3 separate regions of the Mus musculus genome follow, and regions 1 and 3 are each linked to region 2. Evidence: chromatin contacts called from public HiChIP or PLAC-seq and Micro-C data. All regions are on one chromosome and are shown on one strand. The core of a region is the stretch at or near the end of the contact, and the rest is flanking DNA. Distances in the headings are between cores, read along the strand shown. Region 1 overlaps Mob3b (MOB kinase activator 3B). Region 2 overlaps Mob3b (MOB kinase activator 3B). Region 3 holds the start of Mob3b (MOB kinase activator 3B).

Region 1 (3,328 bases), core at 467-2,966, 68 kb before region 2:
CATTACTTAGACAGAGGGTGTTTCCTCTATGCAAAGGTGGGTCTGAGCATGGACACATACATGCAGGCCCTCAAATCCATACAGCCATTAAGTATGGGCAGATAAACACATATTCCTGCCACCCACTGAGAAGAGTTATTCATAACCTATACAAAAATCAAACTGCTTTTCTTTCCCCAAGCTCTACAAACATAAAAAAAGAAGTTGCTTTATGTAAACACAACCAGCCCTCGGTTTACACTGATTGACAGAAAAGGGAGAGCTGCGGATGTCTGAAGTCCTCGTACTGAACCCGTGGGGTTATCAACACATGGCTGCATGCCTCCTTTCAGGAGAACGTGGGTCCCAGGGTGTGATGGCTGCTATGCCAACGAAACAAGTTGTCGAACCATGTGGGAGACAAACGGGGCTCTGGGCAGCATGCCTGTGAGAAACGATCTAGATTAGGTCAGACTTATCTAGAGTGGATTAGCTTCTGGCTATGCCTTTGAGAGATTATCCAGATTAGGTTAACTCTCGTAGGAAGACCCACCTGAGCTGTGAGGAGCACCATCCCATGTTGGGGTCTTAGACAGAATAAAAAGCACACCAGTGCAGCAGGCGCTCCATTCATTACACTCCTTCCTCACTGAAGGTGACTACAGGGTGCCCAGCTGCCTCGGACCCCTGTTGACGTACTCTGCTATACGATGGACTGCGCCCACGAACACGTCTTTCCTTATGTCACCTTTGTTTGGTATTTTGTCACAGCAGTAAAATGAGTAACCAGTACTCTGGTATCACCAGAGTTCTCAAGAGCCCCACAGACCCCTGAAGCACCCTGATTGACCACAGTATTCTTTCTAGCATTGTGACTTTCTCTGCAGAGTCACCTACCCTGCTCTCCCCCTGCTAACTCATCTGGCTGAGGTGCTATTACTTCCTGACCAGGACGGGACAGTGGACAGACACCATCTTTGCTCTAAGCAATGCTACCTGTGACCCAGCATAACATAGAAGCTGCCTGCTGTGGCTTTCCCTTATTGTTCTCTCCCATTCCCATTTCTGTCTGCTCAGTTTCCTTAGAGTTTCCCTAAAGGTCGCTGTTGTATGGTCTTTAGTCCTCCAGTCAAAACAAGAGGCCATCTTCTTAGTTAGGGTTTCATTGCTGTGAAGAAACACCAGGGCCAAGGGAACTCTTATGAAGGAAAACATTTAACTGGGACTGGCTTACCGTCCAGGGCTTTAGCTCATTGTCATCTTGGTGGCATGAAGGCAGACATGGCACAGGAGAAGGCATTGAGGGTTCAACACCCGAATCAGCAGAGAGCAGGATGAAAGAGTGACACTGGGCACCGAAACCTAAAACCAGTGACACACTTCTTCCAACAATGCCATACCTCCTAATAGTGCTACTTTCCATGGACCCATGGTAGATATTTTCATTCAAACATACTACACATGGCAACTAAAACAGAAGGGCGTAGTGGAAAACAGGTCTGGATAGCGTTAAAGAAGCTACTTACTCAGGTCAGGAGCCCTTGACCTCAGACTCTAGGTCTTCCTGACTCTCCTAGCTACAGGAGATGTTTGGAGGCGCTACACTACACCCAGGAAATACTTCTAACTAAAAGCAGGACTCCCTGGTAGTTTCCACGAAGTTGTCATCCCTGATGTTGTGGGACTTTGCAGTGATTCAACTGTTTGTGTGCTCGGTAAGAAAGTCAATTCAGTCACTCATTGGTCTGGGCCAGCTGGACTTTGGTGAGATAGTACTTTGGTCTGTCATTGGCTTCCTTCTAGGGTAATTGCTTATTTGTTTTCCTCTTCCCAGGAAAAATGAACACAACAGCCTGGTGTCTGCCACAAGCCAAGCGTCCTCTTCCCACAGCCTGCCTTCACTTACATGGCTGGACTGGCTCTTGCAGACGGCTCAAGATGCCCCCAGCTGGACTGGCTCCTGCAGATGGCTCAAGATGCCATATGAGCAGTAAAACAGATTTCTGCATTGCTCAAAGCTTACTTGTGGAGCCTGCCAGCTCCTGGAAGCTGGGGGTGGGCATCATGACTCACTCTCCTTTCTGTTTCTGTCCTTGGCCATCCATCAGCGTTCAGAAAGGCACTGGCTGGAAGCAGGGTTTCACCCTGTGGGGTCGCTGTAAGCGCTATAGTTCAAATGAATGGGCTCAACTTGAATGACCTTCAAAAAGCCATGATCAGTCATTTTGGAAGTATTCTGAACTTTCAGGTCATGGGTGCCTGAAGGAAGAGTTTACCTCCCTTAGGAAAAAAAAAACAAAAAACAAAAAACAAAGACTCTCATAGAAGCCAGACAGCCTTGAATGCATCACGAGATGAGTCTGCCACCACTTAATAAGACCTGTATTGTGTGCCTGGTGAAATGTGGAGGAGGGGTCTCTTCCTTGATGAGCTTGTAATTTGGGGAGTTTGCAGTCTCTTAGTAGGCCCTTCTCTTTGGCAGGAACAGTGCTGTTTAGATTGAGTAAGGATTCCAAAACAAACCGAAAACCTCCATTTTAATAAAACATGACCTTCATATACTTCTCAGTTTGCAGTGGGATTAGCTCCCAGCAAACCCATCCTAATCCATAAACATGGTGAAAATCCACTTCACACACCTGACCTACTGAACATCTGGGCTAGCAGCACAGCGCTTTGCAGAGGAAGGGATTTGTGCACTGCTACATGCATGCACAGAAGCACACATGAGCCTGGACAGAGTTGAGGCTCCCTCTGCTGCCTAGCCTCAAAAGAGAATATCCTGTCACCAGCGTGGAGGAAGAACAAACCTCAAAATTCCAAGTATGCTTTCTACCATAAGGTCACAAAAATCCTAATCAAAGTCCCTGCAAGTCAGGGACTCCCTGTGCAATGTCCCACGGTCCCACAGAACTGTATCTTTTGGTTTATTTTGGGAGCCTTTTTCGTATGTCTGTATGTGTGGTGTGTTGGTGTGTGTGCACCCACGTTTTGCACATGTGCGCATGCCTAAGTTCCCTCATTCATTTACCCAGAGCCTACAGTTTTGGTTAGAGTGAATAGCCAGCTCTGGAGGTCCCGTTTCCACCTCTGCCTCCTGTGTGCTGGGATTACAGCTGGCTGCCATGCCCACCCCAACTTTAAGTGGGTACTGGATTTGAACTGTGGTCTTCACACTTGAACAGCAAGGGCTTTAACCACGGAGCAGTCTCTGCCCTGGGGACCTTTGGATCCAGTCACCATTTTGCCTACTCTTTGGGCACTGACTCTCTTCTCTGTGGGTGGCTGCTGAGCTATTTTTATAGAGAAGCTGAGCTTGTAAAGGCTAGTGTCTTGTCTGAGGTTACAT
Region 2 (3,247 bases), core at 68-2,567:
AACCCAGGTGTGTGCCCACTGTTGAAGCCCATTGCCAGGTGTTTGTGATATTGGCTGCTGAGAAAGAGTCAGAAAATCTCCCCAGCAACCACAGCCTGGCCAATCCTGAGTTGCTACACCTGCACCAGACTCTTTCCTTGTATCCCTCCCATACCCATTTCTTGAGAATAGACATTGTTTAGATCTGGAAATCCCCTACTCTCCCCCTTCTCCTTTCCCCCCTGAGAGCCTATAAAAACTGGGACCTCTTTCCCCTCGAGGTCGACTCCTCTACCCCTGCGTGGGATATGAGTCATTCCCAGAGCTCTGGCTTCCCCCCCCCCCCCCATAAAGCCTCACGTGGTTTGCAACAAGCTCGGTCTATCGTGAGTTCTTGGGTGTCCGCTATTGTCCTGAGACCTGAGCGAGGGGCTCCTTTTGGAGTCTTTCATTAGTACTGAATTCTGTGTAATTAGGATTCAATAAACTATGTGTAAAATTAATGAACCATTTCACTTACGATTTCAGGATCCTGAAGGTCTCAAAGATCTTATCTGAGGGATCGGTGAGCAAGGGCAATCGATGGCCCATCAGAGAAAAAGCTTCCTTTGGATTTACATATGGGCAAGTCTGGCGGTAGCACGGTGGCCTCAGGCAACATCTAGTCTAATCCTCACGCTCTTGGATTTTTCTCTATAAGTTTAAAATGGCTTGTGCTTAGTCTCTGGGTGCAGTGGGGATGCCAGAGTCTTGAAAATAAAGGCTAAAAATATCCTGCCTATAAAATGCTAACTTTGATGAATTTGAAGGATTTTGTGAAATTCATGGAGTCATTTTTCTCGTCTATAAGACAAATGACAGCGGCCACCTCGAGCCCGTTAGATTATTAGAGGGCAGAAGGAAAGCTTAGAAGATACAAATCGTACTGCTTCCTATAGCTTCAGTGGACTTTGAAAGTGGGAGGGGGCAGAAAGGAAGAAACTCTTATTAAGACTTTAGGCATCTGGTATCCCTTGAGTTATTATTATGGGGCTATAGGATGGAGTTTTAAACATAAATAGCTGAAATGTAATTACATGGAACAGTTATTTTGAGTGATCTGACTGAAGTTGTTCTCCTCATAGCCGCCTACCCCCACCTCCAGAAATAAGTAATTCTTTTCCCTCAAATGTTGCTCAGTACCGTGTGAGTTTTTCCTGCTGAGTCTCCAGGGAAGTAGGAAGCAGTCAGTACTGGGGGCCATGACAGCAGAGAGGTGACAATGGAGTCCAAGGTGCACACCAGGGCTTTTCACCAGTTAAGTACTCTCTACTGTATGTATGCTCAGGGTATCCTGAGGGCAAACCACTGAGGTGAGAAAATAGGAAGGTCAGCAACCTATCCCTGACCCTGCAGCCAACTATAATTACTCAAACCGAACCATGAGCCCTTTATGAAGCCGCGCTTCTTTTAAGTGATGTACAAATGACTTCCTCATTTCTACCGCTCAAAAGCTCAAAACCGGCCAAGGGGCTTCCTACTCAACTTCAAAATAGAATCCAAAAACTTTACCCCCAGGCCTTTCGAGACTTGACTTCCTCCAACTTTCCGGCTTCCAGGAGTTTCCGCAGCTTCCCACCTCCCTGCCACCGGAGGGAGGCTGCTCCTCTGTGCTCTGCCCCACCCCCAGGGCTCTCCCCGGCTTTCACTGCTCCCCTCCTAAAGACACCAGGGGCTGCCCAAGCCACTCCCAGCACATCCCAGAGACGTTTTTCTGCCTCTCCTGCATAAGTAACACCCCGGCTGCTTACGAATCCCCCCTTACTTCTATGTTTGATTATGATCATCGTCTCCCCCAGACCCCGACTCGGATGTAAATGCCAAGAGAGAGGATTTAGTCTTCATTAGTTTTGCCTGGTTCTTAGAAAGCTTTGGAACCTGGCAAGAGGTCCGTCTCTGTTTACAGAGTAAATTTATGAATAAATAAGTAAGTTACAAAGGAAAAGTGTAAGGGGCTTGTGTGTGAGAGGTCGGGAAGCTCAGGGAGGCCAGAGGTAGCGTATTATCTTTGGAGCTGTAGTTACAGGTCATGGTGAGAGCCACCAGATACCGGTGCTGGGAATCAAACTTGGGCCCTATGGAAAATTATCTCGTGCTTTTTCCCTCTGGGCCATCTTTCCTGCTCCTCCCTTCCTTCAAAAAAAAAAAAAAAAAAAAAAAAAAAAAAAAAAAAGATTTGAGACCAGAGAGATAGTATTTAAAAGTACTGGCTGCTCTTCCAGAGGACTCTGGTTCAATTCCCAGCACCTAATATGGCTTCTCCAGTCCCAGGAGAAGCCAACACCCTCTTTTGGCCTCCAACTGCCCTGCATGCATAAGATCCACAGGCAGGCAAAACACTCATACATATAAAAATAAGTAATTTTAAAGGGACTTTTAAATATGTTTATTTTTTTGTGTTTGTGTGAGAGAACACCGTGTGAGTTTTCTCACAGTGGGCAGAAGACGGTGCTGGATCCCATGGAACTGGAATTAGCAGCAGTTGTGAGCTTCCTGATACGTGTGCTAGGAACTGAACTCAGAGTCCCTTGACCACAGAACCACATCCCTAGTTCTCTAAGCAACTTCGCTCTCTAAGCAAGTAAGTGGCCAAACAGTGTCTACATCTGCTTTCTTTCCTATTTCTTCCTGCGTTGATTCATTTAATCTTTTCTACACTCAAATAAACCAAGCACACACCATTTCATGCATACATTACATTTGATATGTTCAGTTCAACTTCATACCTTACTTTCTGAGGAAGACTTTTACAGCATAGGCATTTTGGAAGGGCAAAATGTACTGTGCCCAACACCTGACTTGGTGACACTTCTTAGATTCTGTCAGTGTAGTGTGACAGAGATTAGAATGAGATGTGCTGTAGAACATAACCAACGTGTCTCTGTATTTTTCAGGCACTTTAAATATGTGTTCTGTATCTTGTCGACTATTTCAGGATGGCTATGCCATTTAAATTTTTCTTGTATGGCAACCTCTGTGACAGGAATGGATATTAATGGTGAATTCTGATAATATTAATGACTGACAAGATCATACATGGAAGAGAGAGATAGATATGGTCTTGCACGGGTTGACACATCTATCACGATGCCACTTTGCCTTTAATTTCCAGTTAACAATTAGCCTGGAAGCATTGAACAGGCTAATTGTTACTTGAACTTAAATGATCATTCTTGGAAGTTAGTTTCCTTTGGGTTCAATCTACCTTTTTTTTGGGTTCGCAAAGAAA
Region 3 (3,260 bases), core at 148-2,647, 120 kb after region 2:
AGCTCGCCTCTGAAAGTCCTTTGGACCCTCTCGCAGATCTCCTAGCTTTCGAGAACTTTGCCTCCAATCTCTCGTTTCAGATTCGCTGGGGATAAGATCTGAGAAATGCGCCCTGGGCCACAAGCAGCCTAGGAGGCGGGCTCAGGAACAACTTTCCCTCCGCCCTCTAACCACAAGCCCCGGGTGGGGCGGCCTAGCCAGGTCCCGAACTCTGTCCTTCCCCAGCGGGGATCCCGGACTCGAGCCTGCGCAAAGGCCAGCGTGAAAGGCCCCGCGAGCGGCGAAAGGGACTTCCTTCCCCGCTGGAGCCCCACCAGATGTTAAGAGGCGCAACAATAGTGGAACCGCAGAGAAACAAAAGGCCATTCACTGGGTTACAGGAGAATGGCTCTGTCGCCCCGTCTCTGCGGGGAAGACTTGCAGAGGGTCTGAAAGGGGGCTGGAAGAAATCTGAGTGGTCTAGAGCCTCTGCCACGCTCCAGGAGGCGGGAACCGCTCTTTACCATTAACAACCCCATCCTGGGGGTCCAGTGGTGGGGAGGAGAAATGAAGGGAAAGTTTAGTTTTCACCTTCTCCGGTGCAGAAAAGGGAGGAGCAACGATCCCAGATGTTTGACAGTTGTTGGTCCAAAAGTTGAGCAAAATTTACTTATTCTTAATACCTCCCTTGATGAGGCATAGGTAGCCAGGGAGGACAAATCGAGACTGCGCTGTAGCCCTCCCTACACAGCCCCACGCCGAGCCTGCTCTGGGATCCAGGAGCGTTGCCCTGTTTAGATGCACTTTGTAAAAGTTTCTCTTCCCGCCGCTTCAGGCCGACGCGCACCCCACCCGCATCTGAGATTCAGAATGGGTCCCGGGTGAGATCTGCACCCTTTAGGGGGAGGGAGGGGGTGTATTTCAGATCAAAGCCACAGACCCCCTGGGTGGGAACTGGACTCACATTCCAGCCCGGGAAGTGCGTACCCGGAGGCAGAGGAAAGCCAAGAAGCCCGTACTGCCTAAACCAGACTCCAACCCCGGAAGCTCGCGGAGGAGGGGTGAGGACTGGGGTCCGCACGACTGATCCTCCCTAGGTGTGCCCCGCACCTCGGCCCTCCAGGACACAATCCGAAGCGGGAAGCTGCGACTGCGCCTCCACACCACTCTTGGAAGGATCTCTTACCGTGGGGTTTTAACCTTCTGCCTAGGGCCCTGCTGGTTTCCTTCACGCCGGCAGCAGTTTCTGGAGCCGGAGAAAAAGAGTGAGCTCCTCCAGCCAGAGCAGCGATGCTTGCAGATTCACGCGAGGGGTTTCTGACCAGCACGCGTGACTCCAGATGCAGCGACCACGGCTCTGGTGCGGCCCCCACATGCACCCAGCGCGCCGCGCAGCTCGCCCGGGCGCCACTGCAACTCACCGGCTCAGAGCGGAGTCCCCTGGTGGCCTTCTCTGGAAAGGCAGCTACGCGGGGGCAAGAGGAGTCCTGTTGCCCTTAGGATCCTCTAATCTCCACAAGAGCCTGAGACAATGAGCAGTCTAAGTCTCTCAACTTTGGTCCGCTGCCCAATGTAGGTAGAAAGATGTCAGAGTAGAAAAGATGCTGCTGTCCTGGTTGGTCTTTGTCAACTTGACACAACCTTGATATATTTAGGAGGGAATTTTGACTTAAAAAAAAAACCCCTCATAAAATACCCTATTAATAAGTCTGTCCAGCATTTTCTTGATTAATGACTGTGGGTTGTGCCAGCGTTGGGCAGGTAGTGCTGGTGGGTATAAGAAAGCGCCTCGCGTGGATCTACAAGCATCGCTGCTCCGGCTGGAGGAGCTTACTCTTTATCTCCTGTCCCAGAAGCTGTTGCCTGTGAGAAGGAAGCCAGCAGGGCCCTAGGTGGAAGGTTAAAATCCCATGAGAAGCAAGCCAGCGAGCAGCATTCCTCCATGGCGTCTGCTTCAGTTCCTGATTCCAGGTAACTGCCTTGAGTTCCTGTTCTTACTTCCCTTTGCGGCGGACTGTGCATAAACCACATAAGCCCTTGCCTCCTCCAGTTGCTTCTGGTCATGCTGTTTTATCACAGCCATAGACACCCCAACTGAAGTCCACAAGAGCTTTTTCCAAGGCATCCAGAAAGGGCCAAATGACTTACGCTTCTCCAAAATGTTCTGCCAGCTGTAAAATGCCGTGGACTGCCTGAAACACCTTGGAAAGCAGCATTAAACCATGACAAAAATGCGTGGAAGTCGTAACTACCTCGCCGGGTGATTATGAGTAAACCAATTATGAGACGTACTCTTAGTTCTTGGGAGGAGTCTTCAAACATGAACTGAAAGAAAAAAAAATGAGGTGGATGTGTCAACCTGCTTTTATTCTCCTATAAACATCTTGATGTGTGCCGGCTGGGTAGTATCAAATGACTTGATTAGCGATCACATTCCGTAACTTCTGCTACACGTTTGAAAGAATGAAAGTAAATTAGGTGAAATTTAGGAGATATATTTCCATACTCGACTCCTGTTAGCCTTTCCATCACAAAAGTCTCTCTATATGTGGTGCCTTACTTGGCTCACACAAATGCTTGGAAAACTCCTGCTACGGGGCCTTAGCACTTGCTATGCTCCCTGCCTGGGACAGTCTTCTTAACTGTTCAGTCACATCATGGCTCAGAGACTACCCTTTTCCCTCCATTTCTTTCCTCAGAGGCCTCCCTTTCAACCCCATTCATCCCCCCCAAGACATCCCTTCTCAGATACCCCACTCCAGTTTTCTCTATGAAATGTATCACCATAAGACACACACACACACACACACACACAAATACTGCTTTTTGCTCACTCCCTATATTAGTGTTCTATGGGGGAAATAGCCAAACTTAAAGTTAAAACAGCTGAAGACAAAATGAGCAGAGCTGGAGAGGTGGTATAATAGTTAAGAGCACTTGCTGCTTTTCCAGAGGATCCTAAGTTGGTTCCATTATCCGCTGCCAGCAGCTCGCAGTCACCCATAACTCTAGTTTCAGCAGATCAAACATCCCTCGTCTCCTCCACAGGCACCTGAATGCACACGGTGCACATAAACGCATGTGGGCACATGAACACTCATAATAAATTAAACACAATAAAACAAAAAAACCCCAGTATAATCTTATGTGATGGCCATGGTCCAGCCAGGTTTCTCTCTCCATGTGAAGGTCAGCTATTTAGCAAACTCAGTACCATCTGCAACTGAATTCCCCTTTAGCATGTAATATGATCTAGTCACAGGTTATAAACATATACTATG

What was found. A called contact is a pair of places that touch in the nucleus more often than the background predicts. HiChIP or PLAC-seq counts read pairs in DNA pulled down with a chosen protein or histone mark.
Region 1: a contact with region 2 is called in a Micro-C map of trophoblast stem cells, with 9 times the contacts expected there. The contact joins two enhancer-like sites. A contact is called at or near these places in 5 of 39 promoter capture datasets (embryonic stem cells, hippocampal neurons, liver and 1 more), 10 of 484 Hi-C or Micro-C datasets (the HPC-7 cell line, embryonic stem cells, liver and 4 more) and 1 of 115 datasets of contacts at active chromatin or transcription factors (embryonic stem cells).
Region 3: a contact with region 2 is called in an H3K27ac HiChIP or PLAC-seq map of trophoblast stem cells, with 19 read pairs. The contact joins the promoter of Mob3b here to the enhancer-like site in region 2. A contact is called at or near these places in 16 of 39 promoter capture datasets (3T3-L1-derived adipocytes, the C10 cell line, HPC-7-derived erythroid cells and 11 more), 2 of 15 datasets of contacts at CTCF or cohesin (CD8 T cells and the NIH/3T3 cell line), 8 of 484 Hi-C or Micro-C datasets (B cells, Sertoli cells, cerebellar granule neurons and 5 more), 18 of 115 datasets of contacts at active chromatin or transcription factors (the SCID.adh cell line, bone marrow-derived macrophages, embryonic forebrain and 10 more) and 3 of 9 other capture datasets (adipose tissue, liver and pancreatic islet).

Annotation. Positions count from the first base shown.
Region 1 is chr4:34,964,780-34,968,107 of GRCm38.p6, forward strand. All of the region lies in intron 3 of Mob3b (MOB kinase activator 3B), which reads right to left. Among named protein-coding and RNA genes, the nearest start is that of Gm33620, 25 kb to the right of the region's middle. Within about 2 kb of position 1,717, at least 23 of the 459 cell types and tissues checked have an H3K27ac peak or open chromatin away from gene starts, as enhancers often do. A contact at or near this core is called in trophoblast stem cells, where this site is marked.
Region 2 is chr4:35,033,459-35,036,705 of GRCm38.p6, forward strand. The region is part of intron 2 of Mob3b (MOB kinase activator 3B); the gene reads right to left. Among named protein-coding and RNA genes, the nearest start is that of Gm33620, 43 kb to the left of the region's middle. Within about 2 kb of position 1,318, at least 17 of the 459 cell types and tissues checked have an H3K27ac peak or open chromatin away from gene starts, as enhancers often do. A contact at or near this core is called in trophoblast stem cells and uterus, where this site is marked.
Region 3 is chr4:35,156,087-35,159,346 of GRCm38.p6, forward strand. It overlaps Mob3b (MOB kinase activator 3B), which reads right to left and starts at 1,398. Exons shown (of 4, transcript NM_178061.5): 1 at 1,166-1,398.